Regions from separate parts of the Aedes albopictus genome. Here region 1 is linked to region 2. The links are chromatin contacts, called in public Hi-C maps. All regions are on one chromosome and are shown on one strand. Each heading gives the region's core, a stretch centred on a gene start, on an enhancer-like site or on the middle of the called end of the contact. The rest is flanking DNA. Distances are from core to core; before and after follow the strand shown.

What was found. A called contact is a pair of places that touch in the nucleus more often than the background predicts.
Region 1: a contact with region 2 is called in a Hi-C map of whole body, with 4 times the contacts expected there. The contact joins the promoter of LOC109431662 here to the promoter of LOC109431660 in region 2. A contact is called at or near these places in 2 of 3 Hi-C or Micro-C datasets (embryo and whole body).

Annotation. Positions count from the first base shown.
Region 1 is chr2:335,369,162-335,373,705 of AalbF5, forward strand. LOC109431662 reads left to right here and starts at 1,267. Exons shown (of 9, transcript XM_062852560.1): 1 at 1,267-1,497; 2 at 1,610-1,724; 3 at 1,924-2,001; 4 at 2,060-4,544. The coding sequence starts at 1,487.
Region 2 is chr2:334,959,909-334,964,607 of AalbF5, forward strand. It overlaps LOC109431660, which reads left to right and starts at 2,674. Exons shown (of 3, transcript XM_019707906.3): 1 at 2,674-2,979; 2 at 3,080-3,739; 3 at 3,818-4,606. The coding sequence starts at 3,094. The coding sequence ends at 3,975.

The DNA.
Region 1 (4,544 bases), core at 17-2,516, 410 kb after region 2:
TGATGCAGGGCCCGTAAAATGTGTCTTTAATGGCCGATTTCTTCACCTCGGCTTAACCGGTAAGCCAGGCTTACCCATACAGTTAAACCTGGCTTAACGCTTAAGCCAGGGTGAAGAAATCGCCCCTAACCCATATAATAAAAAAAAAACTAAAAAGTACTAATCATTCTTACAAACATACATGAAGGTTTTAACACAGAGATATATAAGGTCCAGAAAGTTATTCTTATAAATCCGACCTTAATAGTTATACTGACTTGTAAATACTATATGTAGAATAACTTGCTGGCGCCAATTTTGTACATCTTGATTAGAATACAATATTCCTTTGAAATTATTTAAATGTTTGAACGAATTTAACTTGGGACTATTCGAAAAAAATATATTACAGTATTATAACTTTAAATTTAGCAAATCTTTTAATCGCTCTATTATGACAAATACATATTTACCACGCCCGAACCGGACCCTGGGTGGCATCCGTAAGTATCCATGTGTTCTTCTCGCGTTTTTTCATCGACATTTGCTTGTGCCTGGGGTGGGTCTTGCAGATCACGTACAGCCGCTGGTGCCGAACGACAAAGAAACAGTCCTTACAGCGCCGCTTCAGGTGCCCTTTCACTTTGAAGCCACAGGCCGGATTGACCATTGAACCGAGGGCGGGAGTGAGCAACTGATTCGGCAATCGGTCAAGCAGCAATCGGCTGGAGGATTGATTTGCGAGGGGTGAATTGGCGCCCATCCGACCGCCACTGGCACCACCGGCAAGCACATGAAACAAGCTCGCTGAAGTGCGGGACAGAGAACTCAACAAAGCGGTACTTAGCACCGTTCTGCACTGGGACAGCAGTGGCCACATCTGGAAGAGGGGTTTTGTTTTGTTGAATGGTATGGAAATTTCTGGTAAAATATTGGAAATTACCGTATTTTTTGATAAAAACTGTTATCGCTGAAAGGAACTGACCGAGTGGACAGTTTGTTTTTATGTTATGTCACCACATCGGGAAGTCGTTTTTTGACAAGCAAAATGTGTCGATGATGCTGGCAGCACTGCAGTGTGCTACGTCGCAGGACACAGCCATTTGTGATCGAGCACTAACACAAACCTACACAAACCTTCAGTATGGTTGAAAATAAACCACTTCGAACGTGTTCAATATGGTTTGTTTGCCACCATCAAATGGTTATAGTGTTAGTGCAATTGAACTATGTGCGCAACTGGCGCAACATCACTCAACAGCGGGGGATCGCACGAGAATGTTGCGCTTCATCAGCAGTTTTTACAAATAAAACGTCGCAGTTGTCAGAACGAGCAGCAGCAGTCGTGATTTCCGTATCAAAATAGCTGATTTGCTAGTTTTGTGATCTATAATTTTGCAATTTTTCGATAAAACAGCAGCCTGGTGGATAGAAGTTTGGTTTTTTGACACCGTTTAGTGCTTCCTGGCTGGAGGAAGCCAGGGATTTGAGAAAAACGTTCTTAGTGATGGATTACAGGTAAGAACAAGAAAGTGATGCCGAGCATCTGCTTTTGTTTACATCGGGGAGGATTAGGGCGCTCCGGAAAAGAAGTTCTTGTTAGATGAGCTAAATTTGTTACCGGTTGCAGAGAATCGACCCGTTGGTATCTGCGGCGGCTGCACCAGACGGACTTTCTGACCGTAAACATCGAAGCGCAAACGGACATCAGCCGTTCGGTTCGCTCAGCCATTCCGCTGGATAAGGTTAGTGGAAGATTAGCCAGGATACTAGTTTATAGCTCGTCAGGGATGGAGGGATTAGAAATTTCTTCGACTTTGTGCATGCCAAACCAAGCTACCTATATAATATAATTTACTAATGAAAACTTTGTAAAATTATTTGCCCCAGTGGGAATGTAATACAATGGAACAAAAACATTTATGACCCTTTGATATTTTGCAGGTCCATTTCCAGCACATATCCAAGCGCCACTGTATAATTCGGAGCAAGCACGGCGTTGCTACCCTGACGGATGAAACGGTAAGATTCGTTGAATCTCATCTCTCTGAGGAACGCTATTGAATTACGCTTCTTACAGTCCACAACTGGAACCTACGTCAACAATCGGAAATTCTGCAAAGAGCACCCAGGGTCGACGATTCTCTCGGAAGGTGATCTCATTGGAATCGGGACGCCCTGCTTCCAGGATGAATCGTTCTACCGGGAAAACAACCATGTGTTGTTGTTCCAGGTGTGCAGGGATCGGAACCGAATCGTTCGCGAAGGCGACGTGGAAGTGATCCTGGGTAGCGATGAGGAACCGGAAGATGTCAAAGTGTTCGATTTGGAGCGGATGGCGGCAGAAGAAGGCCAGAAGGACCAGGCTCCGGTGCCGGTTCCGAGAGATGAACGGCTGTTTCGCATTGTGGAAAGGATTGATCTGTCATCAGATGAAGAGGCAGTACAGGAGATGGAATCGGCAGAGCGGGTGACACGGATGGATGAACGCATTTTAAAGGAAACGGAAAAGAAGGCTAAGGAGTTGGAAGGGCCTCGACTCCATGAAGAAATTGACCTCACCAAAGGACATGCGAATAAGGAAAACAGGCAACTGGAAAGACATGTCAAAAGTGAAAGTTTGCAGAAACAGGAAGAAGATAGAAACAAAGATAGAGATAAGCATAAACGAAGTTCATCAGACTCACGAGATCGGAAAAAATCAGCTGATAAAGCAGAAGCCAACATTAATCAGAATGGAGACTGTAAGAGCGAGCATAATGGAGCGGAGAAGTTGAAAGATGGAATCGATGAACTATTTCAGGACTCATATTCCTACCCAGAGCGATCCGGACCTCAGAAAACAATTCTTTCTATCACTTTAGATGACAGTGATGAAGCGGAAGATGAACAAGACTTTAGCGAACTTGCGTTAACACAATCGTACTACCGACAAGTGAAGAAAGAGCTACTGGAGGTGGAATCTCAAGAAGAGGAACCAGAGCCGGAACCTGTGCCCGAGGTAACAAAAATCAAAGTCGAAAATGCTTCTCCACAAAGAACACCAATCGTATTCGACGATGCTCCAATCTATATCGAAGATGACGACGAGGACGAAGATTACTTGGAAGATTCCAAGAGATGGTTCCAGCGATTATCCCAAAGAAGCTCTCCACTCAGGACTAAACAGAGCACTGGCGTTGAGGAGGTGCCGATCATTAAGGCGTTACCAAGTGAAAAGCCAATCGAACTGGATGAGTACTGTTCCAGAGATATGGATATTCCTGATGATATCCTAGATGTGTTTAAAGAACCAGATCCAGCAGAGGAAACACCGGAATCTGATCACGACATGTCTGGGATTGAAGAGTTGCCAACTGTTGATGCTAATGACCGTATGGACATTGGAGTCGAAAACCCGGATGAGTTTTTGGACAATTTCTTCGATGAATTCGAAGATAAGAACGAACAGACACCAATTCTGAATCCACCGGGTTCCGTTCGCTCAGCAGCGCCTCCAAGTGTTTTTAAGCCTCCGTTGCCAAAATCTCCCGAATCGGGTCGAACGCCCATGAACGAAAAGAACTCCAACAGCGCATCAAATGCCTGGATCAGTAAGAAAGTTCCTTTGATAGAGCCGCATCACGTAGTCAAACGACGAACGAGCGCCAGTGCGGCATCGTTGAACAAAAAGCCACCAAAGATACCGAAGCATTCACCAGTTCGGAAACCCGAAGTCACCAAAGAAGTTCGCAAGCAAAAGTTGAAAGAAATAACTGCCAAGAAAAATCTTGCCAACGATGGTGATTCAAGGCACAAAACTTCCACTAAACCCAAGGTTAAATTCACCCCGTGCAATCGAGGTGCTTTCCTAACTGAACCCATTCCTGGGCCTAGTAAAGCTGCAAACAATCATCAAGAATCTCTCTCTGGAACCAACAACAACGGAGAAGATTTCATCTGTACGCAATCAACTGCCCTGACCGATGTACCGCCTATTGATGATCTGATCGACATTGCCATAACCAAAGCACCAAAACTCACCTTCAACAGTGTCGCTAAAGTTAGTCGCGTAGCTCAAAACGCTCCAGCATTCAAAATACCAAAACTACGGCCATCCACCACACAGAAAGCTCCCAGTAGAGATTCCATTCAATCGATTTTGGACAACATTCCACTCCCCACAGCTCCCGCCAAACCTACACCATTTTCAAAACCTCACGTAATCCCAATCCTTAAAACACCACCTCGGAAGCAACAAGTCATCTCAGTCGCTCAGAAGTCCTCCCGCCTCAAATCTATACTGAAATCTCCACGCGGGAAACACATTCAGCCCTCAAAGAAACACGTCCAATGGAGCGAATCCCTCATCCAAACGCGCACCTTCGAGCTCGAAGAAGGCAACTTTATGACGGTCCAGACTAAATTCTACAAGGACAACACCGACTTCTTCCGGGACATGTCACAGGAAAGTTGCCAGAACGAGATCATTAAGGACATCACCAGCTGGGACGCCGACTGGTTCGACAATCCGTCCGGGGCGGCCATCAACGGCAACCAACCGTTGCTGCCGATGGTCGAGGAGT
Region 2 (4,699 bases), core at 1,424-3,923:
ATATATGTAAACCGTAAAAATATTGTGCTTTTTCGTGATTTTTCAACTAAAATTGTTGAATAACTTCGAAATACGCAATTTGAACACCGTAGTGTCTTCGGCAAAGTTGTTTTTGCTTGTGGATTGATAATTTGATATGTCAAGGAGAATCGGAGAAAAAAAGTTTCAAAGTGAACAGATCTAATGTGTATTCATATGTTCATAGCCATCGCTAGAACAAAAACGGGTTGAAAAAGTCGTTTCTCTACCTTTGGAAAACCACAGAAAAAAATTAACTTATGGCCAGAGCCGTAGCGTAGTCCCATGGCGCCCTTGGCAAGCATACAGATTGGCGCCCTACGACAATTGGTGATTGTGTTTTTTAAAAAGATTGTAGTTATTCATTTTGTTTTAAATGTTTAAAAGTTGGGTTTTGGTGTTTCGAAAAAACAAGTTGTCCCTCGATTTTTTATTTTTTTGAGTATTTTTCATTCGTGTTTTTCTTTTATTTTTCAATGGATGTCACCTAATTTTTTTCCAAAATTTATTTCTCTTGTACGAATATAAGTGCAAACACATTTTGTATTTCAAGAATTTCACTAAGACCAACATAATAATAAGAAATGACATAAATGATGAATACATTTCTTCAAGTTATCTTACAGATTCTTTTCTTTCCTGGGTTTTTTGTTCAACTGAATGATGTTTAAAAAATATACTCAATTGATTTTCAAGGGTTTTCAGGAAAACTCAAACGATTTATTTTACAAATTTTCGACGATTAGCTCAATTGGTTTTACCAGAATTTTTCCATTAACTTAAACAGATCTTCTGAAGTTTAATTACAATATTTCACAGAAGATCTGTGACAAACTTTTCATTAATCATTAGACAAGCTATAGACAGGATAACCCAACATACATTTTTGCTGTAGGATGCAATATACCACTCTAAAGCAAGGTTTAGCTTAAGAAACTGCTATACAGCTGGTTCTGCTGTCGAGGTATTCCCGAAGAAATTTCTATATGAGCTTTTGTTGAAATCTGTGCAATAATTCCTGCTGGTATTACTAAACAAAATTATGCAGGAATCTCTGAAGGAATTCTGCTGGAATATCCGGTTTATCTGAAAATCCAGGAGACATTTCAGCAAGAATTTCCAACGGAATTCATGTAATAATTCTTACAGGAATTTCTGTAGTAGTTTGTAAAGAAATATATGAAGGAATGCCTGTAGGAATTCGTGGAGAACCCCTGGAAGAATTTCGGAAATACTGCTGAAATTTTTGAAGGAATCCCGGTAAAAGTTTCTTAAAGAATCTCTTGAGGATTTTCTACAAAAAATCCGTAGAAAATTTTATGAAGAAATCCCAGAGAAATTTTTGAAGGAATCCATGGAAGCTTTCAATCGAATTCTTTAAAGAAATTTTGTTACAAATCAATGGTAGATTTCCAAACGGAAAACCTAGTGATGTCTGAAGAAATTCTATATTTACGGTTTTCTGAAGCAATTTATTATGAAATTCATAAAATGTTTTCCATGGAAATTCTACCAGAAATGTTTGGATCTCTAGTGAACATGGAACAATTTTTGAAGATTTTCCAAGCTCTAATGTTGTCGTTGCCTTTTTTCTGAAGGAATCTATAGAACACTTTTTGAAAAAATATTTGGTCAAATTATTTACTAAAGAAATCTATAAAATATTTTCTAAAAAAATAACAGGAAGAATTTCTGAACGAATGCTTAAAGGCATTGCTGAAGAAATCCCTGCAGGAATTTCGAAAGAAATCTGCAGGGTTTTCTGTACAAATTACTGAAGGGTTTCAAAGTTAACCTTGTAGATATTTTTGCAGGAATCTTCTTAGGAAGATTTCTGAAGACAATTCTGGAAAATTTATAATGAACCTTTTTTAATATTTTCCAGGAGAAACCCAGGAAAAAAAATGTGAAATAGAAGTAGGAGGAATTTCTGAGGCTATCCTTCAAGAAAATTTACAAATTTATCACTGAAAGATTTTTTGTAAGAATATTTGCTGAAACTTTGACATAACTAAGGTTCAATTATCTAATAAAATCTTTAGAGAAATATCAGGAGGAATCGTTTGACTTATTCCTGAAAAACATTCTACTTAACTTCCTGAATTTCTAAAGGAATAAAATAAATACTTCAATGAATGCGAAGAAAACCCTCGGAAGTAATCTCAAACCATCCTCAGTGAGAATGTTTAGGAATTTTTAGAAAGAAACTAGAATTTTGAAAATGGTTTCTCAAAATAAAATAGTAGATAAACTCCCTGCTCATATCATGGTAAATGCTTAGAATAAACTAGAGGAATCTGAGTTTTTGAAAATACTGAAAAATGAAAAAAAAAATATATTATCAATCTCAAATATTATAAACAGTGAAATCTTGACAACATTCCAGAAAACATAAGCAACATCCGATTGAACACGAATGTCAACTCATCTGGTAAAGTGTTCTTTATAAAACATAATAATTATAATTAGCATCATCCAGTTTCCTTCTAGCCTTAGGCCTTTTCGGCGCCCCTCTGAGGTTGGCGCCCTTGGCGGGGGCCAACCTGGCCAACCCCACGCTACGGCTCTGCTTATGGCCAGGAATTTGGTCCATTTACGCCTATGTGAGACGCAGAGGTATATTCGGTCTGATGTGGATACTAATGATTGCAATCAAAATAGGCCCCCTGCCCGAATGGTCCCAGACCCTACCTAAGTCCTATTTCATCCTGTTTTACTTCGTCCCAAAAACCTAAGGCCAAAGCCCTATCTACGTATAAGGTATTTATTCTCACATTTAAATTCAACACACTGGGGTGCTTGGGTTAATGTGTTGGTATGAGTGCTACATGAAGCCAAAAACTCTATGAAGCGCAAAAAAGTATCAAAACAGAAAGCACGAACGTGTCTCGCGACACATATCAAATCCAATAATCATCTATATACAACGCTCAGAATTCATATTCACAGTTTTGACCGTTTGTAGGTTGTTTGATTCAATAGTAGGTAATCTAATTTACTAATTTATTTATTGAAATGAGTTAATTTGACTGATTTGTTTTTTTTTCTTTTTCATCATCAGGTAACGCTTACAAAATGGAAAATATAACAACTCTACTAGAAAGGCAAGTGCAGCTACTTCATCGATTAGAAACTTTCTTCGAACTTCAGGCCTGTAAGCCCGACATTGTTCTTGAGATGAACGAACTGAACAGACAATGTCTCGATACGACTAGTGCATTCCACAAGGCAAAACTGTCGTTGGACAAATTCCGCAGCGAACTCGGTCCGAAATATGTCGACGTTGTCAGGAAAATGCAGCGCAACCAAATGCTTGTTATTCATTTGATGGAACAGTTGAAGGACGACAATCACCAGAGGAAGCACGTACTGCGGGAACAGAACGGGCAGACAAACCCCGTCGATTCCGCCAAAAAGACAATCGCGGATAAAATGTTTCTCGCCGATTATCAAAAATCGCCCTTCGTTACGAAAATGAAACCTCGATGCCTGTCGTTTGTGGATTTCAACTTCAATATCACCCACGAAGAGTTCGATCAAATTCCCAAGTATATGCGAGGCCGCGAGAACCTGGACGAGCTGGTGGCATTCATGCAATCGGTTATCGTGCCCTGTTTCGAGGAGAAGTACTCCTTGCTATACAAGAACAAGAAAGCCGTAACGAACCAGCAGGACCTGGCCCTGTGGAAGATTTTCAACCAACAGCAGTCAGCATTTCCAAGTAAGTAATTCAAACGTTGGTACCGATAGCAACTAGTGTTGAAAAAACTCATTGTTTGTACATTCTTTTCCATTGCAGATATCAAATTCGTCACACAAGGGGACATTGCTCGGAAGATGGGTCGGCTAATCGACAAAAAGGTGAACGTAAAACTGCAAATGTTGCGACACCTACATATTCTCCAGGAAACCCGAAATGACGGTACCGTCTATTATCTGTGGTGTCGCGATTGTTAAAGGTTATCTTCAGTGTGTTCAAATAGTTCTTATTTTAACTGTAAGGCTGGTATTTGTAATAAATGAATTATAATTTAGAATTAACCCTCGAGTAGTCGCGTCTTTGACTACCTGCAGCGACGCCCCGCTTACGCTGTGTACCACATGCGAGCATTTTTCATGGTGCGTGTACCCAGTACACGACGCGACCGCTCCGGGGTTAAGGCAGGCAACTCGATTTTGTATCAACCCTCTACTTCCCATGGTTACTCCAGAGCATCATCGATTTTCGATGAACTGAAGAATGATTCTACGTGATTCTTTGATAATATTCGAACAGTATTTCTGAACAAATTGCGTCGTGAAATTTGCTGTAGGCAGTATTTGAATTTATTTGTGACAAAATTCCGTGCAGAATTTCTTACGGAATTCAAGGCACTTTTAGTGAAAAGAATAGGTTAAGTTGATTTGAAGTGAGCAAAATGCTGAAAACAGGTTTGGCTTTTTATTCTGAAGCCATCAAACTGTTGGTCAAACATCGTGTGCCCAACGGCCAACTCGCTTCGATTTACGTAATGTTTACACAATTGATTAAATATAGCACAAACCTGAGCAAATTGATCAGCAGTGTGGCTAGGTTTGACCAACCGTATACACATTTTTTGTTCAATTGAATAGAAAATTCATATATATGAATAGAAATGTTCAATTAAATAGAAAATTCCCGATCATAAACAAAACTCCC